Regions from separate parts of the Mus musculus genome. Here region 2 is linked to region 1. Evidence: chromatin contacts called from public targeted proximity ligation data. All regions are on one chromosome and are shown on one strand. The core of a region is the stretch at or near the end of the contact, and the rest is flanking DNA. Distances in the headings are between cores, read along the strand shown.

The links.
Region 2: a contact with region 1 is called in a targeted proximity ligation map of pancreatic cancer cells. A contact is called at or near these places in 1 of 130 datasets of targeted methods (pancreatic cancer cells) and 1 of 9 other capture datasets (liver).

Annotation. Positions count from the first base shown.
Region 1 is chr19:5,944,640-5,947,357 of GRCm38.p6, forward strand. Pola2 (polymerase (DNA directed), alpha 2) reads right to left here. Exons shown (of 18, transcript NM_008893.3): 13 at 1,831-1,904. Among named protein-coding and RNA genes, the nearest start is that of Pola2, 18 kb to the right of the region's middle.
Region 2 is chr19:6,475,800-6,478,517 of GRCm38.p6, forward strand. All of the region lies in intron 9 of Nrxn2 (neurexin II), which reads left to right. Among named protein-coding and RNA genes, the nearest start is that of Gm52381, 20 kb to the right of the region's middle.

The sequences.
Region 1 (2,718 bases), core at 87-2,586:
TGATGTGGCTGCTGAGAACCAAACTCTCACCGCTGAGCAGCCTCTCCATCCCTGCAGAGGGACTTTTGACACACCGTCAGACACTGGGAACTTGTGTGTTATGTCGGATCATCAGAATCTCGAGACCAAAGGTACCTTTCATATCACTCACAATCTGTCACCAAGTTCACTGCCACTGTCCAAGTCCACCATGTGGGTGCTAGCGTGTGGTGAATGGGACACGGAGGGAGTTGGAAGGGGCAACATTTTCTCCAAGTCTCCAGCATGGAATTCTGAAGGTACAAGGGGCTGGGGGTGGGGCGGGGCAGCTGTTTGACCTCATGGGACTGAGCTGCTCTTCGGGACTGGCTTCAGGAGAGCAATGGTTAAGGCGGAAACAGCCTCCGCTCATGGCTTGGAGCTGGCTATAGGGGGATGGGCCAGGAAGAAAATTTCAACTATGTGCAGCCTTGCACAACTTCACTTCATACATCATGGTGGGAGGGTCTCACTGTCGTCACTTGAGCAGTGAGGTGCACCAGGCCTCTCTGCTGCTACAAGGGAGCTCGCACACATCTGCCAACCTCTGAAGGCTTGGGGTTCTGCATCTCTGACTCAGCACCATTTCTATATTGCTCAGGCAGGGTGGGGCGGCTCCCTGCCCTGCAGCTCACACTAACCACAGATGAAAGTGCCTGGTGGCGCTGGGCGCTGGCCCCCAGGGTAACAATGCCCGGTCTATTCTTTGTTTATGTCACTGCTATCAATAGCACATGGGATGACGAACCAAAATCAGAATCCAGCCTCACGTTGGATGCACCAGCCAGTGCTGGGTGCTGCTCCAGAGCCTCTCCTGCTGTGGGGGGCGTGTGGGAGTGGTGGTGGCAGAGGTTTATCTTCTGAGGACCTCCACTCAGCATTCCCCAGGTTTCATAAACTCAACTGGCCCTAGCAGATCTGAGAAGAGGGAGGGTATCTGTAACCCTCCATTTGAGAAGGGAGGAGGATGGAAGCAGCTAAGGGCTCAAATCTCCTGGCTCTAGGCCTGATGCCAGCACTCGGTTGTATTACAACTAATCAACCCGGGATCTGTTCTCAGGACAGAAGGCGGAAGGAAGACCTTTCCAAACCACCTTTGTTACAGGTTTGCTTTAAAGCTGAGCCTCAGGGATGTTTGTTTACTAAACAGAAAGCAAATCCCAGGAGCCCGCCCACCACTTCATTTTCTTTCTGACCTGGCCAAACGAAATGGACAGGAACTGAGGGTCAGCTTCCGGTGACTCTGCCTCTAGCTTTAGACTCTCACTGGAGCCGTGAGGCCCACACTAGAACCCAGTGCTGATGTCAGTGCTGGGGCCTCAGTCCTGTCTTCCAAACTATGCCGAGGACTCCAGATCCACCCTCACTCAAGTCTTTCCCACCCATCACCCTAGCTCTTGGCAGCCGTCCCCCACCATGGGGAGCATTGACTCAGGAAAGGAACTTGGGCTCACCCCAAAGCATTCCCTTTGAGCGAGGAGAGGCTTGGGGCCTCTCAGGATTTCTCTGTCACTGGAATGCCTCCCTACCCTGGGACTATTCCCATGGAGTAACTGCTTATACAAGGGGAAGTGAGAAAGGGAAGTGAAGAGAGCGAGGAAGAGCATGTGAAACGCGTCCTCTCAAGTTTGTTTATCTGACTTACAAAGATGCCTTTTTACCCACTCTCCAGCACTCGAAGGTCAAGGGCTCTATCTCATCTCTGAGTTCAAAGGGCGGAAAGGACAGAACGGCCACGCGGTTTCAGTTTTCCTACTTGTCCTAGAGGAACCTGGAGAGCCCCAGGTTCTGCCCAGCAACTGGAATGCTAACCTTCTCGTTCCTTCGATAACTGTTCTCAGGCATTGCTTGAAAACGTCTTCGAATGGGCTTGTCAACTTACAGTTCTGCAAGAAAGTAAAAGAGGTGCACTCGGGGCAGACACCTGGTGTCTGCTCGGGGCTAAAGCTTGTAGGATGACCCCGAAGGGCTCAGAGCGGGCACAGGGTAACAAGGAGAAAGACAGGAGCCAGGCACAGGGCCCTGAGCTTTGCAAACCCAGCACTCAGGAGGGTGAAGCAGGATTGCTGTGAGCGCCAGACTAGCCTAGGATACAGACGGAATTCTAAGCCAGCCTGGCTCTAATGTCTCAAACAAAAAGGGGTGGGCATGGGGTAGGGCTGCCCATCTGCAAGGAATAGAGTCGAGACAAGGGAAGAATTACTCTCCTCGTACACAGCTGCGAGTCTGGGATGAAGACTGCCTTGAACCTTTTCTGTGAAGGAGAAACACGGAAGCCAGGCCCTTGACCGAGACCCCAGGAAAGACCATTTGTGATTATGTATCTCAGGACCTTAACACGTGACATACCAACTTAGAGCAGTAGCCACAGAACAGAGTTTCAGTCTCTGTCTCTTCAGCGAAGGTAGGCAGTGTGCCAGTCTCACAGGGAACTTTCTTTCCTTCTTATTTAGTTCCCACCCCCCCCCCCCAAGACAGGGTTTCTCTGTGTATCCCTGGCTGTCCTGGAACTCACTCTGTACACCAGGCTGGCCTCGAACTCAGAAATCTACCTGCCTCTGCCTCCCCAGTGCTGGGATAAAAGGTGTGTGCCGCCACTGCCCGGCTTCTTCTTCTTTTTTAAAATTTATTTATTTTATGTATATGAGTACACTGTTGGCTCTCTTCAGACACACCAGAAGAGGGCATCGGATCCCATTA
Region 2 (2,718 bases), core at 87-2,586, 530 kb after region 1:
ACTGGGGTCTTGGCCCCACGCTGCACGTCTTCTTTTCTGTGGGTTCAGGGGATACAGCTTGGGTTCTCTACCTTGCATAGCCAGCACCTTGCACACTGGCCTGACTCTGGGGTCCTCCCACATTGCCTTGCTTTTGTTTCTTTTTGAAACTGTGGCAAATCGCACGTCACACACATTTCTAGTCTTCGTCATTACTCATGATTAGGGCTCTGACTACACTCAAGTCTCTGCACAGCCCTCACCAACGTCCAGGTGCAGTTTCCCCATCTTCCCACACTGAAGTCTCTGTTAAACATAAGCTCTCCTCTCCCTGTCCCCAGCCTCTGGCCACCATCTCTGTTTGAACTACTCTGGGACTTTAGATGAGTGACGACACACAGTACTACTTCATGTGTTCGCGTACATGCTTGCGTGTGTGTGGAGGCACACATATGTGGGTGCACACATGCATGTGCAGATCCAAGGCTGATGGCAGAAACCAGCCACTCCGTTCACTGAAGTAAGGTCTCTCAATCAAACCCAGAGCTCACAGATTTGGCCAGCCAGCTTGCTAGGGGATCTCTCTCTCTCTTTTCCTGTTAAACATTTAAACATTTTTTTATTAGATATTTATTTACATTTCAAATGTTAAACCTTTTCCTGGTTTCCCCTCCGAAAAACCTTCCTCCATTCTCTCCCCTAGGGGATCTCTTGTCTCTGCCTTCTAAGGTTGATATTATAGGTGGGCCAGCACACCCACCTGGCATTTCTGTGGTTTCTGGGGATTTGAACTCTGAGCTTCATACTTAAGCAGCAAACATATTAACCACGAACCATCTCCCCAGCTTCTCCTTTTCCTCCCTCCCCTCTCCCTCCCCCTCCCTTTCTTCTTTCCACTCAACACAGAGTCTCACACATAGTCCAGTCTAACTTTGGAATAACTTTGGAGTGGAGATCCTGTTGTCTTGGCCTTCCAGAGGATTAGGGTAACAGGCATGCGCCACTATATCCTATCTGTATATTTGACTTCTTTATTTTAATGACTTATTTGTTTTACTTTGCATGCATTGGTATTTTGCCTGCACATATATCTTAGGGTGTCGGATCCCCTGAACCTGGAGTTACAGACAATTGTGAGCTGTCATGTGGGTGCTAGGAATTGACAGAAGTCCCCTGGAAGAGGAGCCAGTTCTTTTAACTGCCGAGCCATCTCTCCAGCCCCTATATTTGTCTTCTTATGCCTGGCTGTTTCAGTGAGTAGAGTGTCTTTCAAGGTTCATCTGTGTTGTAGTGTGAGTCAGAACTCCCTTCCTCTCAATGCTGAATAACAGTGCCATGCCCACATCTTGTTTACCTTTTCTTCTGTCAAGGAATGAGTCAGGTGGCTCCTATTCCATACTGGGGAGCGACTCTGGAGCAGGGGTCAGAGTTCCTTTCAGTTCCTTCCTTCTTCCTCTCAGCACTCAGCTCGTGCTGACTCCTGTTCCAGCCAAAAGACGGGTCACGGCAGGCTCTGGGGACTCTGGCCATAAACAGTGAGATAGGCCATCACAGGGGCCACTTTTGGGATCCTGTTAGGAGAGGGACCCAGCAGCAGGACCCTGAGGAAGGTGATGCCTTGTCATGAGAGAACAGGTTTGGGGCCACGGTATTGAAGGGACCCTAGGGCTGGTGGCATGGCTCAGCAGGTAAAGGCTCTTAGTGGTCAGGCCTGATGACTCTGACTCTGACTCTCTCTCTCTCTCTCTCTCTCTCTCTCTCTCTCTCTCTCTCTCTCGTGTGCACGCACGCGCATGGAAACAGCTCAGTATGCTCTGAGGATGAGAGTTCGGTTACCAGCACCCACATCTGGAGGCTTACAAACACCTGTAATTTCAGATCCAGGGATCAAACTCCTTTTGCCTTTATAGGCATGTACATACACATGCACATAGTAAATAATAAAACAATAATTTAAACAACAACTTGGAGTTGCGGATGACCTACGCAACATGGTGGCTCACATCCCTACATACATGCAGGCACACGCACATATACACATAATTAAAAATAAAGTATATTTAAACAAACAAACATAAAACAGTGAGCCGGGTGTGGTGGCGCACGCCTTTAATGCCAGCACTCAGGAGGCAGAGGCAGGCAGATTTCTGAGTTCAAGGCCAGCTTGGTCTACAAAGTGAGTTCCAGGACAGCCAGGGCTACACAGAGAAACCCTGTCTCAAAAAACCAAACCAAACCAAAACCAAAACCAAAAAAACAAAACAAAAAAAAAAAAACAAAAACAAAAACATAAAACATAAAACAGTGCAAGGGAGCCTGGGGCCTGGGAGTGCATCTCCCGTCTTTGGGTCAGTAAGGTTTTGCGGGAGGAACTGGCTTCTAGTGGGAGCTGTGTCTGTAGAGGGGTTCTGCCCCTCCTATTTGTTCCCACCCTGTCTTTGTGTTCATATCCAGCCTCCAAGCCCCTCCCTCTCGAGATCCCTGCCATATCCGCGTCCACGATGCTCAGTGGCTCCTTGCAAGCGGTGCTTTTATTTCATTGTTTTACACAGCATCTCACTGTGTGGTCAGGCTGGCCTCAGACCTGCAGCAGTCATCCTGTCTCTGCCTTCTGAGTGTCGGGATCACAGGTGTGAACCACCGTACCTGGCTGCTGCTGCATAGCCGCTGCCACTGCCACCTCCTCCTCCTCTTCCTCCTCCTCCTCCTCCTCCTCTCTTATTCTTCTAAGAGTTTGTC